Linked DNA regions of Sus scrofa: region 2 is linked to region 1. A link is a contact called in public Hi-C data. All regions are on one chromosome and are shown on one strand. The core of a region is the stretch at or near the end of the contact, and the rest is flanking DNA. Distances in the headings are between cores, read along the strand shown.

Region 1 (6,248 bases), core at 749-3,248:
AACCCGGGATCTGAGCCGCATCTGCAAACTACACCACAGCTCACGGCAACGCCGGATCCTTAACCCACTGAGTGAGGCCAGGGATCAAACCTGCATCCTTATGGATACTAGTTAGGTTCTTAACCTACTGAGCCACAACGGGAACTCCATCTTATATATCCTTCGGGTGCCTGCTCAAACGTCATCTCTTCCAAGAAGCCCTCCTTGCCCTTTCTGACAGTATCAGAGTGCCAGGCCCCTCTTACAGACCTGGATCCATTTCTCAGAGCACTCGGCTGAGTGTGTAATTACACACTCGCTTCACTGGTCATTTCTTTAATGTATGCCCCCTTGTGGACTATGAGTCCCGTGGAGGGCACAGTCACAGTCTGCTGTGTCCCCAGCACCTCCCAGCCCAGGGATGGATACAGAGGAGGTGTCTGCGAATAGCTGGTGAATAAATGTACAAATGAGAAGGAGATACAGGAATTTCTGTCGTGGTGCAGCGGAAACAAACCTGACTAGGAACCATGAGGTTGCAGGTTCAAACCCTGGCCTCGCTCAGTGGGTTGAGGATTTGGCGTTGCCCTGAGCTGTGGCATAGGTCACAGCTGCAGCTTAGATCTGGCGTTGCTTTGGCTGTGGTGTAGGCAGGTGGCTACAGCTCCAATTCAACCTCTAGCCTGGGACCCTCCATATGCTGCAGGTGTGGCCCTAAAAAGAGAGAAAGACCAAAAAAAAAAAAAAAAAAAAAAAAAAAAAGAAAGGAGACACAAAGGAAAGGGCGCTTGCAGTTGTGGGGTCATAGCTATGACAGCTCTCAGCTCCAGGAAATTTCCTATGTGCCAAGCCCTGTCTGGATTCAGATCCTTTGCATGGGCTGTTCCCTCTGCCCATAAAGCTGTTCCACTCCCTCTTCTCTTACCTAGCTCCTATGGGTAGTTCAAGTCTCAGCTCATAGGTTCCCTCCTCCGGGAAGCCTTCCCTGACCTCCTTCCTAGAGTGAAGCAGGTAGCTTTCCTGGGCTTCCCCAGCCAGGTCCCGACCTCTCAGCCTGTGATTCCTGCACCACAACCCTGGCCGCTCTGGGTCTGCCTCCCTGTTGGACTGTGAACCCTGAAAGCGGGCCTGGGCTATCTTGGTCACATAGTGTCCTAGCACCATCCACCGTGGGGCTGGGCACAAGACCAGGTGCTCACTGACTGTTTGCTGACACTGGATAAATGGGCTGCTCCCTCTCACCCCTCTGGTGCTTGGCTCCTGTTCCTCCCTCCACGCGGAAGCCCCTTTGACCTGGCTCCCTCCTCCTCCAGTTTGATGCCAGATGTCACCTTCTCCAGGAATCCTGTCCTGAGCCTGCTCCCCACTCCTCGTGAATTTAGGTTTGTCAGTGTCCCCAGGGCCCAGCAAAGGGCCTGCCACCAAGGCCTTGTGAATGTTTGTTGAGTGAATAAGTGAACAGAGGCATGTTTGGATGACTCAATCAGTGAGACAGAGCGAGTCCGCGATGGGGGAAGGGTCTCCTCAGGCCCATCACAGTCCTGACCACACTGTCCCTTTTACCCTCCCGGGGAGGAGGGTTCTGGCTGGGTTCTGGCCACACCCCAACCCTTGGTGGCTGCCAAGCCTGGAAGGCATTTCGCAGAGCTCAGCACATTCCTGCCTTCCTCGGTGGCTGAGAGTGGGCCGGGGGCATTTCAGAGAGAAGTGAGGAGGCCCCTAGCATTCTGGGATCCTGCCAGCCCCTTCCTGGTCCCCTGTGGCCTCGGAGTAGGCCCCAACTGCTCAGTGGTGGGGGGAGGGGGGCTGGTTCGCAGAGTGGCCAGCTGAGCTGATGTGAGGGGCGAGGTGAGGGCATGGTGGCCGCGCCTGGCTGGACAATGGGACAGAAGCTGCTGACATGCATTTTGGGGGTAATCCCAGCCTCATCCCAGCCCCGGCCCCGGGCCCAGGCTCAAACAGCCAGGAGCGTCCGAGGCAGCGCCGGGTGGGTGTGAGGGGCATGTGGGAGTACCTCTGCTCCCTCTGCCGCCCCCCGGGGTCTGGTGAGTCAGGGCAGGCTGGGGGCCGGGGACCAGGGGATCAGGGTGAGGCCCAGGGGCCTCGGTGTGGGAGTTGGGCAGGTCTGGGTTGAAATCCTAGTGTTACCAATTACCTGCTGTTGGTGACCTTGGGGGGGCATTACCCTCTCTCAGCCTCCTTGTCTGTCATATGAAGGGGACAGAAGAGTGTCGCAGCGTCTCTGGGATCTAGAAGAACTGGGGTTCGACCCCAGCTCTACCACCTCCTGATTGTGTAGCTAAAAACTAGGCATCTGAGTTCCTGTTGTAGCTCAGCAGGGTAAGAGTCTAACTAGTATCCATGAAGATGCAGGTTCGATCCCTGGCCCCAGTCAGTGGGCTCAGTGGGTTAAGGATCCGGCTATGCCGTGGCTGTGGTGTAGGCTGGCAGCTGCAGCTCCAATTCGACCCCTCACCTGGGAACTTCAATATGCTGCAGGTGTGGCCTAAAAAAAAACCAAAAAAACAAGACTAGTCATCATCTGTCCACCCACCTCCTTGATTCCAAGAGCTGAGCTTTGGGTGTCCAGCAGAGTATTTAGTACATGATAGGTGTCCCCCAAAACGGCAAGTCCATTAAACAGAGAAGCAGGACTCCCCCATGCCCTCTTCATTTAGGCTAAAAGCCCTGGGACAGGTCTAGCTGGTCCCCTAATTTGTGTGAATCCCAAAATATGTGTAAGTAGCATCCTCTCTGTGCCAGGCATTTTTCAAAGTTTTTAGTCTCTTTTAACTCATTTTATCTTCACCAAACCCATAAGGTGGGCACTTTTACTAAGCTCGTTTTTTTCATTCAATTATGTATGGGTTTATTTATTTATTTATTTGTCCTTTAGGGCCAAACCTATGGCATATGGAGGTTCCCAGGCTAGGGGTCTAATCAGAGCTGTAGCTGCCACCTATGCCACAGCCTCAGCAACACTAGATCCGAGCCGCATCTGCGACCTACACCACAGCTCACGGCAATGCTGGGTCCTTAACCCACTGAGTGATGCCAGGGATCGAACCCAAAACCTTATGGTTCCTAGTCAGATTTGTTTCTGCTGCGCCACGACGGGAACTCATTTATTTATTTTAATGTTTTCCCCCACACCTTCGGCACGTGGAAATTCTCCGGCCAGGGTTTGCACCTGCACTGCAGCAGTAACCTGAGCCACAGCAGTGACAACGCTGGGTCCTTAACTGCTAGGCCACCATGAAATGCCCCCATCCTTGTTTTAGAGATGAAAAACTGAAGCCCAGAAGTATGCTTTAACTTGCTGAAGATCTCACAGCCAGGATATGGAAGTTTATTTTAGGGGCCCCAGGAACCAGTGGGGGCCTTGCTTGGGTCTGGAAGCCAGGGAATAGTGCTGGTGGGGTGCTGAGTCTCCAAGCGGCACCAGCAACGTGCAAACCCTGGGAGCGGGGCTCATAGCAGAGGGTTCAGCTCAGGCGATGGAGCGGCGGCCGGACTGCCCGACTGACCGCCTGACCGACAGACCAGACCGACCAGGCTTCTCTTCTGTGGATCCCACCCCCTTGCGGGTGGATGTAGCTGGGAAATGGGGATGTTTGTTTCCCCACCACCCACCTCCTGATGATGTCACACCTCGGCAGCCAATGGCCTGGGTCTCCCTCTCCTCCCCCTCCCCATTCCTTTTCCCCCCCAGCTTGGGGCTGGGGCTGAGCAGACCGACCGGGAGCTCTCGAGGTGTCTGGAGGCCCAGTGGTAAGAAATCAGCCGGCCAGTTCCCTTTCTGGCCAGGCTGAGAAGCCATGGGAATGAGACGAAGGAGCCTGGGAGAGGCTGGGAGGGTGCCTGGGGCTCAGGAAGCACAGTGGTGTGGGAGTGAAAGGCACAGACTTTGGAGCCAGACCCCGGGTTCAAATCCCAACATTCTCCTCTTTCTGGCTGTGGAGCCTTAGGCAAGGTACTTGACACTTTGTGCCTCTGCTTTCCCATCTCTAGAATGGGCTGGTGGAGGCCACCTCTCGGGCTAACGTGAGAGTCCATAGTTGCTGCTTACAAAGATCTGTGGCTCAGTGCTAATGAATCTGACTAGAATCCATGAGGACACAGATTCGATCCCTGGCCTCACTCAGTGGGTTAAGGATCCGGTTTTGCTGTGAGCTGTGGTGTAGTTCGAAGACGTGGCTCAGATCCAGCATTGCTGTGGCTGTGGTGTAGGCTGGCAGCGACAGCTCCAATTTGACTCAGTGAGCTGGGACAGGATGCCTTGGTTGGGATAGGCTTTTTGGTCCCTGGAAGAGAGTGGTGAGGAGGCCATGTTGATCCTGTTGGTCAGAGGCTGACACCTGCGCTGGATTTTGTCCCAAAGTTCCTCTTTGGTAGAGGAAAAAGTGGGGCCGCTGTGAGCAAAGGCCGAATATGAGATGCTTTGAGCTGCCCAGCCCCCTGCTCCCCCCACACCTGCTGCCAGAGAACGTTTCTACTACCTGAGCACGTACTATAGCTCGGGATCTTCTGAGCACCTGCTATTAGCTCACAGATCCTCTTACTGGCTCCACTTGACAGATGAAGAAACTGAGGCCCTGAGAGGTGCAATACCTTGCCCAAGTATTCATTCAGACCAGAGAAGGGCTGGAGCAGGGCCTGACTGAGGTAGCCAGAGGCCAGGGTGGAATGCCTCCCCTCTGCCTCTCTAGAGGGTCTCAGACAGTGTCTAGGGACTTGGATGAGGCCGTCAACCCCCTACTCCCATTGCTGAGGGCACCAGATCTCCCGTAGTTGGGGTGGCCGAGGGTCTGAGTGGGGGAAATGCCTAAGCGGGGCTGGCGTTAGTCACGGGGAGAAGAGGGTACAGCGAGGCAAAGCTGGGAGATTCCTCAGCAGGCCCAGCGGGGGTCCAGAGGGGCCCAGGGTACAAACGACAACCCCTCCCCCCAGCTCCCCTGAAGGGCACGGGTGACATCTTTAAGAGACTTCTCAGCTGGGCTTCCCCAGGGGGGTGTTGTGGGGATTCATGAGCCAAGGCAGGGAAGGTGCTTGAGCACATGCTAAGTGCTCAAGAAATGGGGACTCAGAATTCTAGCAGCTCAGGAAGCTACGGGGCGGGGGGGCGGGGTGTGTGTGTGTGTGGAGTGGGCAGTGCCACTGGACTCACTCAGGCAATGGGCTTTTGGCTTCTGGAGGGTCCTGGTTGGCCTCGATGCCCCAGGGGAGCCCCACCAACACAACACGAACCCCTCTCCTTCTGTGACCTAGACCTGATGGGACAGGCTGGCGGGAACACAGAGTGCCTGGGGTGGGGGAGGGGGGCTTCCTTCCGAAGCTGCTCTCACCCCACCCCACCCCAGGAGCTGGGTACGTGGCTCAGGAAGGGCACAGCTGGGCTAAATATAACCTGGGCTGGGCAGCTGTCCCGGGCAGAGATGAAGGAGGGCACTGGCTCTTGCCCCCACCCCGGCTGAGCTTCCTGTGCCAGCCTCTGGGTGTGACCTTCTCTGGCCCGTCCTGGAGCAGGGCGCTAATGGCCCCGGCCCATCCTCTCCTCCATCTCCTCCGCCTCCTACAAGCACCAGGCTTCTCTCACTTCCAGTTCAGTATGCTACCTGGGGCCAGGGACTCAGAGTTAGCTTTTCAGACCTGGGTTCAAGTCCTGACTCTGTCCCTCTGATCTTCTGTCTCTTAAACTCTCATCCACGCATCATTAAAATGGGGCACCATGCATCATTAAAACGGGGTACCAGGAGGCCATGTCTGTGAAGTCTGTAAAAGTCTGCAAAAGTCTGCAAAGTCTGTAAAATCCCCTCAGCCCAGGATTGGCATCAACAAGGTCCCTCTGGAATGCCTCTTTCAGGCACCTTTTATCCCCTCTGCTTAGGCCCAACTCCTGCCCCAGTCGTTTTGCTGCTTGGGCCTCTTCTGGTGCTCAGAGCCACCAATGCAAGTTAAAGCTCAGAGTTGGGGTCAAGGGCACAGGTCCTAGCTGTGTGATCCCAGACAGGTCACTTCCCCTGAGCCTTGGTCTCCAACCCTAAAATAGCTACCATATCCAGAGGGATTTCGAGGCCTAAGGATGCCAGCATACGGGCCAATGCAGAGGAAATACCCCAGATGTGGGCGCCAACACTATCTGGAGGGTCTGGGGGCTCACGAGAGAGGCCAGGGAAAGACACGGAGCCCTGAACACCCAGGAGAGCTGGAGAGGAGCCTTCTGCCACTGTGGATACAGCTGGAGCATTGAGGAGGGGCCCCGTGTCCTC
Region 2 (6,071 bases), core at 133-2,632, 37 kb before region 1:
ATGCGCCGCCGCCGCCGCCGGCGCGCCTCCTCCGGCTCGCGCGGCCGTCGCGCTCGGCGCGCCCCCGGACCCCCTCCCGCCCGCGGTCTCCCGCCAACCCCGGCCGCCCGCGGCGCTGGCCCACGCGCGGTCACACACCCGGCCACAGCGTGCGCTGCACAGCTGCAGGGGCCGGTGGTAGCGTCACACACACACATTCCCACGGGGTCGCACACTCCCACACGGCCACACACATACGGGGTCACATACAGCGTCACAAATACTATTCATATCCACACGCTCACGCTGTTACCCCCTTACATGGGGTCACGCAGGGTCAAATATTCAAACTGTCTCACGCAGTCACAAGCTCACACGAAGTCGCGCCCTGGAACAGTGCCCGACAGCGTCACACACTGTAGAACACTCGAATAGTGCCACCACCATTCACTTGGAGTCATATACAAACACACATATGTCACACACTAACATGGGGTCACAAAGAGTGTCATACACATCACACACAGCTTCACCATCACACAGTGTCACACACTTTTTCACACTCAAACTTGTCACATCAGTTGCACACTCACATGAAGGTCACACATCCTGCACCGTCACACTCATACATCACATAGAGTTCACAAATAGAAACACAACAGTAACACCCACAGCCACACTCAAATGGTGTCAGTGTCACACACCTCACATGACACATGCAGTGTCACACACTGTCACACTCTGAGTCACATACTCGCATGTAACACATCGCACACGTGTTCCACACTCACACAATATACCCCAGAGTCATGGATGCACACAGCATCACAGACTGACACACTGTCACTTAGTGACACTACAAGGTCACACAATAACTTGCCACACGTAGCGTCACACAGTCTCACACTGTAATAAGGTGTTGTACACAGCAGATGGCACATGGTGTCACCCACAATTATGGTCTCCCTTGGGGTTGTTTACAGAGACACTCAGGGTCACATGGGCTCACAGACACGCAGTTACACAGTGTCACACCCACACCGTCCTCCCTCCCTTTCTTCCCTTGCAACCTCGAGGAGGCCCTGGGGCTTAGTGTGAATCTCCGATCTGCCTTGTGGCCCAGAGAGAAGGGGCGTGAGTGAGGAGAGAGCGGTGGGCGTGGCCCGAGCTCGCCCCGCCTCCCCCTGGGAGGCTGGAGCGCGGAGGCGGAGCCCCGGGGCCACTTGAATCGATGGCCGGATACAGCCACGCCTCCCAGTCTAAGTGGCGGGCCCAGAGGGCGGTGCTGGCCCGCCCCGCCCACCCTATTCTTAGCTGGAGGCGTGGCCTTTTGGACTCGCTCCTCAGCCTAAGCCTGAGGCTGGAGGTGGGCTGAGGCGTGGCCCTCGGGGCGGCCCCGCCCCGTTCCTCCCGCTAGGGAAGGACGCAGAGGGCGGCCCAGCAGCCAGTCGGTTCCCGCGCGTCCTGTGACTCCGCGGCCTCGCAACCCTACGTCCCTGCAGCATGTCTGTCAAGAAGATTGCGATCTTCGGCGCCACTGGCAGAACCGGGCTCACCACCCTGGCGCAGGCGGTGCAAGCAGGCATGAGCTGGGGCGGGCATGGGATGTCACCGGGTGCAGGGCCAGAACTTTAGGAAGGGACATCATGGGACCCGGTGTGCCTTGGTGTGTGAGGACTCAGGGGCAAAGCAAGTGGCCACGGGGGCAGAGGTTGGGGACAGTATGAGGTCCAATTTTATGTGAGTCCAAGGGAAAGGAATTGGCCCTGGGAGGCTAGGGGACTGTGGTGACAAGTTTAAATCCAATGCTCTTATGAAATGCTGTTATGGTGGTGGTGGTGGTGATGGTGGTGGTGGTGGTGGTGGTGGTGGTGGTGGTGGGCGGTAGTGGTTTGCACACCCAGCAAGGGCTTAACTAAGCCAGGCATGGGACTCCCAGCTCTGCCTTCTCTTCATTTGTATTAAATAGTCCCAGCTCTCAGGTGAGATGGGAACTAGTATCACCTCACTTGACAGATGAGAAAACTGAGGCCCAGAGAGTGACTTGTCCACTGTCACCCAGCCAGAAAGTGGCAGTGTTGTTATTTGTACCCAGCACATGCTCTCAGCTGCTAAAAGTTCTTGGTTTGGACACCAAGGCTTAAAGTTCAAGAGGCTGGGGAGTGTGTTGCCGTGAGCACCTGATGGAAGGTAGGTCACTGAAGACTTGGGGACACTGGTCCTAGGAAAGCCAACGAGGGCTGAAAATATGGAGTTGCTCCAGGAAAGGGGATAAGCCATCCCCTGCCCCCACCTTGCAGAGTTCACCAACCCCCAGTGGAGGCTGGCTCTTCCAGATAAACGGTCCCACCCTTGCTGGTCTTGGTGATGCTGAAGATATTGACTATCTGGGTGCCCCCAAAGGGTGGAGGCTGCCAGGATCCTACTCTCAGCTGTCTCCTAGCCCAGCTCTCCCTTGCAGGGACTCTGCCTGAAAGTTCCCCATTAGGCCTGCAGCTCTCCCCCTTCCCCAGGAAGACCTAGGGAGGATCTTGACTTGTGGGGAGAGGGGAAACAAATTTGCTGATACACGTTTCTAGAGGAGGAAGTAGAGGACGAAGTTGAAAGGTGCTGAGTCACCCTGATGATCCAGATTTCCACGTGACTACCTCTCCCTTAAACCAGGATTCTGTGGAATTTCATTTATCCACACTGCTGGTCACAGCCGGAACTACACCTGCCTTCTCAGTGACTCTGCCAGGTCCCTTCAGAGCTACGGGCGAGCCAGAACCTCGCTGTCCCCATCCAAAACAGGAGGGGCTTAAATGAGCTGAGCTTTTATTTAGCTCATTGATTCTGTAGGGCTGAGTTCTGACTAGCACAGACTCTGGTGCCCATCTGTCCACTTTCAAACCCCAGCTCTACTGCGTACCACCGGTGTGGTCGGATGCCTTGTCATCTGTGTACCTAGATATCTGCAAAGAGGGGATGGAACTAGTGGAACTTGACCTTGGGCTCTTGTGATGATGAAATGAAGTCATATATGGAAAATACCTCAAAGGGTGCCCAGCATATAAAGGGCACTTAATAGGCACTCCTTGGCTGAGTGAACTCAGATTATAGCTGTGTGGTCCTGGCCTGATTACCTAAAATTGCCTCAGTTTCCCCCATCCTCAAAATGGGCATATAATACAACCTACTTTGTGGGATCGTTGTAGTCTGCAGCTTTTCAAACTATGGATCCTAGTGCAGTTCTGAGATATATTTAATTGGTCACAATAATATCAATGTATCACATGTTAAAATGGGTTTTATGAAACTTTTGTTTGAGTTATATACATAGAGTTTTTTTGGATACTGGATTAGGCAGTGAAATCTATTTTGTACTGAGGGTTGAGATAAAAATGGCTTAAAAGAGGCATAATCTACAACTTACCCTCACATAATTAGGGGAACATTTTGTACACATATATAATTATATATGTTATGTGTATTATTATATACACAAGGAAAGAAAGATAAAGCAAATATGAGAATCAAGATCGTACAACTTTCCTGTAGGTCTGAATTTATTTCAAAATAAAAAGTTAACAGGAGTTCCCTGGTGGCTCATCAGGTTATGGATCTGGTTTGTCACTGACATGGCTTGAGTTCCTTCCCTAGCCTGGGAATTTCTGCATGCCCTGGGTGTGGCCAAAAAAAAAGAGCCAAAAATTAAGAGAAAAATATGAAGTAAAGGATTTGGAAAAAAAAGAAAAGGAAAAGGTTTGGAAATAAGTCTTTGCAAATGTTGTTTTCTTTGTAAAAGGTAAAATCTGCAAATTCTAAAACTATAGTTTGTGATGGTAGCCATTCGCCACATGTGGCTATTTAAATTTAAATGTGAGTTGTTATTAAAATTTTTTGGAAAAAAAATCATTTATCTGTGGAAAGAGCATAGCACAACACTTGGCACATAGAAGGCTCTCAATAAATGCCACTAATCGCCAATAAGGTAACACTAATGGGCACTCTTGTGCCCGGCCCGTGTCAAAACTCTCACTGTTTGCGAGAACATGTTTCTCCTCCAAAATACCCACAATTTATGAACCTGACTAGTATCCTTGAGGACGTGGGTTCAATCCCTGTCCTCACTCAGTGGGTTGCGGATCTGACGTTCCCATGAGCTATGGCGTAGGTCGAAAATGTGGCTCGGATCTGGCGTTGTATGGATTTGTTTGTTCCGGGCCATTCACATAAATGGAATCATACACTACGTGGCTCTTTATGACTGACTTCGTCACTAACTAAAAAATATTTTTTTCCAAGTTTGTGCATGTCGCAGCATGTATCGGTGCGACGTTTCTTTTTATTGCCGAATACCATTCGGTGGTATGGCTATACCACATTTTATTTATCCCTTCGGTTAATGGAAATTTGCATTGTTTCCCCTTTTTGGCTATGATGAGTAATGCCTCTATCACCATTCACTTACAAGTTTTTGTGTGAACCTAATGTTTTCATTTCTATGGGGGGCATACTTAGGAGTGGAATTGCTGGGTTGCATGTTAACAGTATGTTGACCCTCTGGAGGACCTGCCAGGTTGTTTTCCAAAGCAGCTGTATCATTCACCATTCCCAGCAGCAGTGGATGAGGGTTCCAGTTTCCCCATGTGCATGCCAGCATTTATGATGGCGTTTTGGTTATGCCATCCTCATGGGTATGAAATGGTACTTCACCCTGGTTTTGATTTGCATCTCCCTGATGGCTGATGATAATGAGTATCTTTTCACGTGTTTAGCGACCATTCATTTATTTTCTTTGGAGAGATGTCTATTCAGATCTTTTGTCCAGTTTTGAATACTCATCTTTTACCATCAAGCTATAGGAGTTCTTTATATAGTCTATTTATTTTTTATTTTTCTTTTTTTAGTCTTTTGAGGGCCGCACCTGCAGCATATGGAGGTTCCCAGGCTAGGGGTTGCATTGGAGCTGCAGCTCCCAGCCTACATCACAGCTCACGGCAATGCCGGATCCTTAACCCACTGAGTGAGGCCAGGGATCGAACTTGCATCCTCACGGATGCTAGCTAGTCAGGTTTATTACCTCTGAGCCACGACACGAACTCCTCTTTATATATTCTAAATAGAAGTTTCTTGGAGAAGATTTGATTTGCAACCTCCCCCCCCATTCTGTGGATTGTCTTTTCACTTTCTTGTCTTTTTTTTTTTTTTTGGCCTAACCTGCGGTATGTGGAAGTTCTCATGCCAGGAATCAAACCCAAGCCACAGCGGTGACAATGTCAGATTCTTAACTGCTAGGCCACCAGGGAACTCCTAGAGGCTGTTTTAGCTCAGGCTGCTATAACAAAATGCCATTGACCGGGTGGCTAAAACAATAGACATTTATTTCTCACAGTCATAGAAACTGGGAAGTTCAAGATCAATGGACCAACAGGTTTGGTTTCTGGTGAGGGCCCTTTTCCTGGCTTATCGATGGCTGCCTTCTTGCTGTGTCCTCATGGTAGAGAGAGAGCCCTGGTCTCTCCTCTTTGAAGGACACTAATCCCATCCTGGGGGCCCTCCCCTGGTGACTTCATCTAAACCTAATTACTTCCCAGAGGCTCCATTTCCAAATACCATCGCATTGGGGGTTAGAGCTTTAGCGGATGAGTTTTGCAGGAAAAGGGTAGGGGGGAGAAGCATTCAGTTCATTACAGAGACTCCAATTATTTTTTTTTTGGAGTACAAACAAACAATATATTTTGCCATTGTTTAAAACAAAGGAAGAAATATGTTGGTTGTAAACTTGAAAAAGAGTGGGAAAAAAAAGTAAAAAATTAAAAAGGGGTGTAGGTATGGGAGGTGGGGACACAGAGTCATCCAGAATTCATTTGGGAGGTGACATGCCGAGGTGATGTTTATCATCTTTAGCGATCACTTAAGACAGTGCCTTGGAGTTCCTGTTGTGACTCAGCAGGTTAAGAACCCAACTCGTACCCATGAGGACGCAGGTTTGATCCCTGGCCTCACTAAGTGAGTTAAGGATCCAGCATTGTGAGCTGTGATGTAGGTCGCAGGCGCGGTTTGCATATGGTGTTGCTGTGGCTGCGGTGCAGGCTGGCAGCTGCAGC

Evidence for each region. A called contact is a pair of places that touch in the nucleus more often than the background predicts.
Region 2: a contact with region 1 is called in a Hi-C map of liver, with 2.6 times the contacts expected there. The contact joins the promoter of BLVRB here to the promoter of PRX in region 1. A contact is called at or near these places in 8 of 47 Hi-C or Micro-C datasets (embryonic fibroblasts, epiblast stem cells, heart right ventricle and 2 more) and 2 of 2 datasets of contacts at active chromatin or transcription factors (alveolar macrophages and skeletal muscle).

Annotation. Positions count from the first base shown.
Region 1 is chr6:48,687,510-48,693,757 of Sscrofa11.1, reverse strand. It overlaps PRX (periaxin), which reads left to right and starts at 1,998. Exons shown (of 9, transcript XM_003355926.5): 1 at 1,998-2,024.
Region 2 is chr6:48,723,744-48,729,814 of Sscrofa11.1, reverse strand. BLVRB (flavin reductase (NADPH)) reads left to right here and starts at 1,382. Exons shown (of 5, transcript XM_003355917.4): 1 at 1,382-1,561. The coding sequence starts at 1,483.